2 separate regions of the Pan troglodytes genome follow, and region 2 is linked to region 1. A link is a contact called in public Hi-C data. All regions are on one chromosome and are shown on one strand. Each heading gives the region's core, a stretch centred on a gene start, on an enhancer-like site or on the middle of the called end of the contact. The rest is flanking DNA. Distances are from core to core; before and after follow the strand shown.

The links. A called contact is a pair of places that touch in the nucleus more often than the background predicts.
Region 2: a Hi-C map of stem cell-derived neural progenitor cells shows a contact between it and region 1, with 1.9 times the contacts expected there. The contact joins the promoter of ANKRD9 here to the promoter of TECPR2 in region 1. A contact is called at or near these places in 1 of 7 Hi-C or Micro-C datasets (stem cell-derived neural progenitor cells) and 1 of 1 datasets of contacts at active chromatin or transcription factors (stem cell-derived excitatory neurons).

The regions. Positions count from the first base shown.
Region 1 is chr15:100,376,854-100,381,246 of NHGRI_mPanTro3-v2.0_pri, forward strand. It overlaps TECPR2 (tectonin beta-propeller repeat containing 2), which reads left to right and starts at 1,752. Exons shown (of 19, transcript XM_016926982.4): 1 at 1,752-1,949. It overlaps CINP (cyclin dependent kinase 2 interacting protein), which reads right to left and starts at 1,853. Exons shown (of 5, transcript XM_001164253.6): 1 at 1,677-1,853. The coding sequence starts at 1,683.
Region 2 is chr15:100,520,490-100,524,882 of NHGRI_mPanTro3-v2.0_pri, forward strand. ANKRD9 (ankyrin repeat domain 9) reads right to left here and starts at 2,002. Exons shown (of 3, transcript XM_009428496.5): 1 at 1,751-2,002; 2 at 697-771; 3 at 1-160. The coding sequence starts at 107.

The DNA of each region.
Region 1 (4,393 bases), core at 502-3,001:
ATTTGAATGATGAAAAGCCAGAAATAGGGTAGGTCAGTAGTATGTGCCCTAATTATGATAATGAGGTTGGTGAGTTCAAAAAACAGAAAACAAAACAAAACAAGCAAACAAAAAAACCAGTGTGCTGGAATGAAATAGACAGAAAAGGACTAGTGCGTGAGTAGGTGATCAGACAACTAGAACCTAATAGGCCAAGATAAGAAGTTGGACCGAGGGCAGTGGCTCACGCCTGTAATCCCAGCACTTCAGGAGGCCAAGGCGGGCGGATCACGAGGTCAGGAGATCGAGACCATCCTGGCTAACACAGTGAAACCTCACCTCTACTAAAAAAATACAAAAAATCAGCCGGGCGTGGTGGCGGGCGCCTGTAGTCCCAGCTACTCAGGAGGCTGAGGCAGGAGAATGGCGTGAACCCGGGAGGCGGAGCTTGCAGTGAGCCCAGATCGCGCCACTGCACTCCAGCCTGGGTGACAGAGCGAGACTCCGTCTCAAAAACGAAACAAAATAAAAAAAAATGAAGTTTGGACTTCTAAGTATTAGCTTGGTGCAAAAGTAACAGATTTTGCCATTACTTTTAACAGCCAAAATTGCCATTACTTTTGCACCAACCTAATACAATGGGGAGTGAGCAATGAGCTCTGGATAGGGCAGTGAAATTATCTGATTTAGGTTTTTAGAAAGTCATTTCCACAGAGAAGTATTCCTGGATCCCCCAGGTTGGGTTACGACTCACCACTAGATATGTGGTACACCCTATAATTCTGCTATCATGACATTCACCAGTGGAGTGTATTTGCTTGTTTAATGTCTATATTCCCTGCTAAACTGGAAATTCGACTAGGGTAGGAACTATGTCTTGTTCTCTTTCAAACCTTCCACACATAGGAGGCTTTGCATAAAATGAGGTAAATGGAGGAATAGCTCTTACCACCTGTTCTATAATTGTCTAAGGGTTTTCCCCCTAACAGGAGATTCTGAGGGCAGGATCACATCTGATTCATGGTCAGCCTGACTCATACGGGGCACATATTTAGGAACCAAAAACATAACTGACTTCAAGAAACTCAAGGGCTGGTAAAGACAGACCAGTCATCAGCGTCACAGGACAGGGTAGGGTAAGGGCACAGTGGCTAAGTTACTTATCCCCTCTGAGCCTCGATTCCCCATCTGCAAAATGGGGTTGACATTACTTCATGGGACCACTGTGAGGTTCAAATGAGATGATCCACTTAAAGTGCTTGGAGCAGTACTCAGCAAACTGAGCACTAGGCGAAAGCCAGCTTTCATTACAAGCAGAATGTTCTGACTGAGGGCAGTTCAGAGAGGAGTTTCTGGACGAGATGAGCATGCAAGGCTTGGCACCCAGTGAACTCTGTTAGTACTAATTTATAGTGACAATAATTACAATTTGGATGTCGGATCTGCTGACACTCATTTGCGTATATCGTCCCGTTCATCTGTCACTGCACATGTGAAAAAACGGAGGCTCGGCAAAACTGTCTCCCGAGCAGCTCGCAGAGGCTGCGAGGGGCCTGCGGGCTAGGCTGGGGCAAGACAGAGTACCTCCATTTAACCTCATGTAATCCGGGGAGCTCCTGAGCTTCTGGTCCAACCTGCGGCCTAAGCAGTAACATTCACAGCCACCCCACCCCGGGAAAGGAACCGATCTCACGCACCTTCCATAAGGTCCACAGATATCCGTAGAAGGAGACGCGAAGCCCCGCCCACCCCACCGGAAACGCATTTGCGTCACGTCCGCCCCGCCCGCCGCCACTTGTGGCTCTGCCGCTCTATCCCCCGGCGGAGCCAGCTGCTGCTCTTCGGTGCTGGCCCCGGTGCCGGCCCCGTTGCCCAGGGAACAGGCTCCCGGCAGCCCCCGCGGCCCGGAGTCCATCCCCGCCTCCTCCGGCCCGGCGGGGCCGACGAGTCCGGAGGGGCTGCCGCGGGAGGTGAGTCCGGCGACGCCGCAAGCGGCCCCGACGCCCCCGACGCCTGGCCCCGAGCCCCTCCTCGGCCTCCCCCGGGCCACTCTTCCCTTGCCTCAGCCCCGCAAGGTCTCCATGCCCGTCCGCCCCGTCTCCCTCGCCCGCGGTCTCGCCCGCGCGGAGTGGCGGACACTAAATGCCACAACACACGGAGCGCCTGGCTCGCCGCCCGCAGAAGCCGGCGGTCCGCAGCGGGGAGCAGGGGCCGCCCGCCCCTCCTCAGGCCTCCGCTGCGCGTCCCGCGCCCTCGGCCCCCGGCCCCACCCTGCATCCCGGCTGCCGGTCTGGCCGCGGGCTCTGCTCCTTCGCCTTAAGATTGACGTCGTGTTCTGTCCCCCACTCGCAGCCCGCGTCCCTTACATCCGCCCACCGGCGCCTGGCCCCAGGCCTTGACACTCATCCAGTTGGTGTTCAGTGTTCGATGAATGGATAAGCGAATGACTCCTTTCCCAATCCTATTTGAAGGCCTGGGAGGCAGAATAGGTAGTAAGTGTTAAAGGATGGGGTGTCCTGGAGTCAGAGCCGGGCAGGTCCCAGCGGCCCCTTCCTAGCTCTGTGCTGGGGCAAGTGCCCTACCTCACTCCGCTCCAGTTTCATCACCAGTGGAATGGAGATGAGAATAGTTTCTACCTCTGGCTTGGTAAGAGGATTAAATGGGTCAGTGCATGTAAACTTAAGCACGGTGCCTGCCGCTATACATTTCAGTAAAGGGGAGCCCCTGCTGTCATCTGTGCTAGCCTGCGTTCTCGCCCTCTAGTCCCTTCTGATATGTCTCTGACTTCTCATGACTTTAGTTTCTCCTTCTCTACTTCCATTTCTCTTCCCTGCACTTTTTTCTTCCTCTCTTATTGGGATTCAGGAATTTTATTCTGTTCTGTGACTTATGTTCCATGTGTTGGCAGAATGTGGGATACCAGCCTGGGTGCATCCTTTTCTCATCTACTGGAGTGATCAGTTGCACTTGTTGACTGCCTCCTTGCAGCCGAGGTCTTGTAGACAGAGTTCTGGGAAATCTCAAAACCCAAATCCCAGGCATAGGTAGAATCTGGGAATGAAGCCACTGTAGCTCCTTGTGATCACCAGCGATTCCTGGTCTTTTAAGCTGCAGGACTTTGTGTTTTCTCACACCCAGCTATAATGTACCTTGATAAACCTCTGACCTTGTTTTTGTTGTTGTTGTTGTTAACCTGACTTACGTCCCATATTGGTGGTTATTTGGCCATCGTGTGCCAGCACTGTGCCAGGCTGGCTCTAGGGATGCTATGGTGAACCAGACAGACCCTTCCTGAGGTCACTGCCTCAGAAAGATCATGGTCTGGCCCTTGAACTTTAAAAGGGAGAACTAAGTGCAGGTGTAGGGGACACACAAATTGAATTTTCAGGACTGCCTTGGAAAACCAGTGGTGGGGAAGATGGAATGAGGATAACCCTCTTCTGAAGGAGTGACTAGGAAGTAGCTTTTGTTAGGCATCAGCTATATTAACACCACGTATCTTTTTCAATAGAAGACTGGCATCTACTGGATTTTTTTTTCCAATTTTTTCTTAAAGAAGTTACACTTAAGTTTGGGGAGAATTTCATTTCATACTAGCCGCTGTAGGAGTTGAAAAAAATGGCTACTGGAACTTAGTGGGAAGAAAAGGAAGGAAACAGGCATCAGGCAGAGGCAGTTGATTGAACTTGGGAAGATGAGGAATAGATCAGGAAAGGGTTATAATGAAAAGCTTTGGTGTCAAGCACGAAGAGATTTCTAGATTCAGTAATGCACAGAGAGATCAGTAAAATTAGAAGGGAGTAGTTGATGGCTTTGCGAATTGCTAAGGTAGAAGGGAGCTGTTACTTAAGATGCGTGTTCAATTTAAAATGAATGTATTCTTTGGACCTGGACATAAGAGTTCCATTGACTTTTTGCCACTATTTTATATTTAGGGCTGTCATACTTGGGTGAACCTAGCACAGTGCTTTGAGAGAGAGATTCATTCAGCAAACGTGTATTGAGCATTGATTGTACCATACTCTTTATTGGTCTTTTAAAGCACCACAAAGTATACAGACTAGAAGAACATAGGTGAAGATGAGAAAGAGTCCATTGAAGGGGAGAGAAAACAGATAATGATGGTGCTGTGCGATAACTGCCATCATGGAGTTCTGTGAAAGCAGAGAAAGACCAACCAAGTATCTGAGGGAATTTATGAAGGCTTCCTGGTGGCGGAGGACTAGTTCTTACAGGGCACATGTGGGGGAATAGGGAAGAGTGGAAAGGGACTTTGTTCTGCAGAGACATACAGGTTATGGTGTGTGCAGGGACTGTGATGGAAAGCTGATGGATGCACAAACAAAACGTGGCCTGTCTAGACAATGGAAGGCTGTCCAGCAATAAAAAGGAACGAAGTACTGATTTGTGCTGC
Region 2 (4,393 bases), core at 752-3,251, 140 kb after region 1:
GCGAACGACGACTTGCGGCACTGCTTCTGCGCTCGCGAGCGCGCCGCGCCCGAGCCCTCGGGCCCGCCGTCCGCGCCACCCCCAGGCCGCCGCGCGTCCCACGGCATGCTGTCGGCGGGGCGTTCCTGGGCCTCAAGGCATGGATCCCGCGAAGGCACACCTGCGGGGAAAGGAAGAGGCCACGGTGAGGCGCGGGGAAACTGGGGAGGCCCGGGGACTCCCCTCTGCCCCTCACACAGCCCCTCTGGTCCTGGCCCACCAGGCCTTCGTACCTACCTCCAGCCTCGGCCAGGCCCTTCCAGTCACCCTACAGAGCTCCATCTCTCCGACGCCCAGAACCACCGCCTCCATCCTTGATCTAGCTGTACCTGTTCTCCCTCCTTGAAACTGACTTGCTCTCTGGCACCTCTGCTGGAAATGCCCTTGCTGCCCATGCCCTCAAATCTCCCCTCCCCTCTCCAACCCAGGGACCCACTGGAAGAGCTTCTGTTCCCACCTAAGCCAGGTTCATACGACCCCAAATAAAGAAAAGGCCAGGGAGGGGATCAGAAAGCTTGGGCCCACATCTCAAGCTGAGGCAAATCCACTCTCCAGCCCAAGCGCAACCCTGACCCTGACCTCCGACCCCAGACCACTTGGAGGCCCCTGGAGCCTCTTCCTGGGCTGTTCAGAGGCATGATCCAGACTCAGACCTACCTGGTTCCTGCACCGCGATCACCTAGTTCCGGGGATGTGGGTATATCACAGTCCCTGGCCGAGCCTCAGCTTCATCTGTAAGAAAGGGGAGGGGTGGACGACGGCTGTGCGGGCGGGGTGAGCCTGGGGCGTGGCACCAGCCCTCTATCCAAACATGTTTGCTTACACGTTAGCTCCTAGGAGGAGACAGGAGGGTGAAAACAACCTGGAGACCGGTGTGCACCGCACTGCACAGTCTGCCATCCTCTTCAGGTCCCATACCTCTCTTGATCTCCCCGACTACTAGATGAAGCGGGTACTGCCATCCCACTTTCCAGCAGGGCACAAGCTTCTCCAATTCTCCAAGGTCAGCAAGCCACGGCAGAGCCAGGCCTAGAACTCAGGTCCCCTGCGTCTCAGTTTGGGCTCATTCCAGAATTGGTGGGGACCCCCAGCCCACAGGCAATCGAGCTTGAGCCCTGACCCTGCCCTCTGAGTCCCCAGCCCCGACCTGAGCCTAGGCGTCTGACCTCTGGCTCCGTCCCAGCCTCCCTACTGCCTTCTTTCAAGGGTAAGCCCTTGGTCACAAGGGGCCTGGGACAGAAGGCAGGCCGCGTCCACACACACTGACTGGGTCACTATCACTGGCAGTAACTGAGTTAAAGAGAGCGGCGCGGTGCGGGTAGGCTGTGGCCCGTGGGCAACACCGTGACTGGAGCCCCTTCCCCAAGCCTGGGCCTCCGGGCCCCAGATATGCCCTGTGCCGGCACGCGTGGGGCGCCGGGCGGGTTACGTAAAGTTCGGCCTCCCCACGTCACCGGGCAGAGTCACGGCCGCGGCTCGTGAATAAGGGGGTTGGGCCATCGAAGGCAGCGCCGCGCCCGGGGCCACCCCCCACCTCCTACCCGTCCCCTCCCGGCCTGCACGGCCAGACGTCGGGCGGCGGAGGGTCGCGGGGCCGAGCGGGGCGTCCGTGCGCAGGTGGCCGGCGCAGCGAGGGCTGCACCTGCGTGCGCGTGTGCCGGAGGAGGAGGGGGCGGCGGCCGCGGGCGCGGCGCGGGGGACGGGGACTCACCATGGGGGGCGCGGGGCCACAGGCCGGGCGTCCCCGCCCCTGCCGCGGACCGGAGCGCGCGCTGTCCCCCGCGGGCGAGCGGGCAAAGGTCCCACGACGGACGCACGGGAGGGAGCCACCGCCGCCCGCGCCCGCCGCAGCCGCGCTCTGAGCCGCCGCGGCCGGATCGCAGGGCGGCGGTGCCGTCGCCGGCGGCGGGCGGGCGGGCGGGCGGCGGGCGGCGGGCGGCGCAGTGCGGCCCCGGCCAGGCAGGACAGCGGGACCGTCCGCCGCCGCCATTGGCCCGCGCCGCCGGCCCCCGCCACCACCCATTGGCCGCCGCGCTGCACCATTGTTACGTCACCGGCCGGCGGGCGGGGCGCACCGCTGGACCCGCGGAAAACTTCGGAGAAACTTGAGGGAGCGCCGGCGGGGAGAACGGAGAGGAGGGGCGGGGCCGTGGCGAAAGGGGCGGGGCGTTGATGGGCGGGGGCGGGGCTCCCGGAACCCGAGCTGCGGGCGAAGAAAGGCTCCGAGCTCCGAGCTGCCCCAGCCCGGGAGGGCGCCGCTGCTCTGCGAACTCGGGCGCGCGCGTAGGTGGCCCGCCCTCCGCCGTGCGTGACTTTCCTCGTCGCGTCCAGCTCCCCTTTTCTCTGACCTTCCGTGACCTTGGGAAAAACCTCCGGGCTGCTACCCCATCTGCACATGGGAGGGCCGGGGGTAGGAGCCGCGACCCCTAAGGGCTCCACCGCCTTCTGCCCGGCCAGGGTCGTGCCTGGCGCGCCCCCGCTCCAGCTGACCCGCGCAAGGGAGGGAGGGGCGGACGGATGGGGACAGCTGTTTAGGAGCGCGCACTGCGCCCATCTCGGCCTCAACACTCATGTTTCCACTTCGTTTCACGACCACCAGCCACAGTGGACACGATGATCCCCAGTTCACCCGCCAGGAAATCAGGGCTCAGAGAGGTGGCCTCAAAGAGAGGAGCGGCCAGGAGGGAAGCCGGGGGTTTGCCCTGCGGTTCTTCCCACATCTGGGCGGGATAGATTCGATTGGGCCTCGGCCACCCCCACCGTCTCCGTCGGGGGTTCCAAGGTTTGGGGTCATGACCTAGGGGGCTTAGGAGCCTGGGTCCATCTCAACTAATTTATGGCCTCACTCGCCCCCAGCGGCTGGGAATTCTAGGCCCATTTTACAGATGTGGACGCAGATCTGGAGAGGGGCAATGACTGCTCAGCCCCCCACCCATCCTCCCAGACACGACCTGCCACCTGGAATCCCCGCACACACGTTCTCAGAGGCCAGGCAGCCGGGGTCTCATGGTGAAATCCCCACATTCCATGCAGGGGCTCTTTCTGGTTCCTTCCCTAGAATGCTGTCCCTGCCCTTCCAGTACTATCTCACCAGGGAGACCCTCCCACTCCCCCACTCCGCTCCAACCAAGCAAGGCCTCTGCCTCGCCCCGGTGGGAGGGGCCTCGTCCAGAGGGCACGCCCCTGCACACACAATCAGCCCTGTCCTGGCTTCTCTGTGTGCCCCAGCCAGTCAGTCTGGGTGGAAGTCTTACCTGGGCCCTCTCAACAGACCTAGGCAGGCCCCTGTCCCCAGCCCAACGAGCTCAATCCCTTAAGCACACACGCCACAGAGCAGTCCTGAGAGGCCAGGTGGACAGTACCATGAGGCAGACAAAGCTGTGAGGCCCAGAGAGGGTCAGGCCACCCCAGCGCAGGTAGGCACTCACATGTATCCTGCCCAGGCTGCCATGCATGGACCCACCAGGGGGATGACCAGACCCCACCAGCCCTGCCCCACCTCAGGGCGGGGGACGTTCCAGGCCACGCCATCTCTCCCAGGGAGTCCATGGCAACTGCCAAGCTTACAGCAGCCAGGTTGTCAGCAGGAGTAGGGGTACAGAGGGCACTGGGCCTGGCATCCGCACCCGCCTTTGCCTCAGCTCCACATGTCTCCTCCTGTATCTAGGCCTATCTCCCTAGGGCTTCTCCCATCTGCCAGTTCTGGATGCCTCTGAGTACGATGGCGGGGAGAGCAAAGTGAGTGAAGGTCCTGGAGTCAACAATCGGCCTTTGGGAGCCCCAGACCCTGGGGGACATCTTGGGGAGATGGTGCCCAGGTGGGCTGTCTGTGGCTCAAGGCTCCCCTGCTCTCTTGCCCTCTTCGAAGGCTGGAGTTGAGATACAGCCGTCTCCATGGCTACTGGTGGAATGAGGGTGAAAGGGCACCAGTGGATGCCAGGCTGTGCACTGGGCCTCAGGGCGGGTCTCTCTCCACCCCTTGATGTCTTCCCTGCCCCCGTGCCCTGACCTGCCCTCCTCACTGGGGATCCCAGAGGGTTTTTTTTTTTCCCAAGACAAAGTCTCATTCTGTCACCCAGACTGGAGTGCAGTGGCGCAATCTCAGCTCACTGCAACCTCCACTTCCCAGGTTCAAGCAATTGTCATGCCGCAGCCTCCCAAGTAGCTGCAATTACAGGCATGCACCAGCACTCACAGCTAGTTTTTGTATTTTTAGTAGAGACGGGGTTTTGCCATGTTGGCCAGGCTGGTCTCGAACTCTTGGCCTCAAGTGATCTGCCTGCCCCAGAGACCTTTTTCTAAAAGCCAAGTCTGACCCTGTTTCTCTGCTGCCTAGAAGCTTCCTGTGGACATG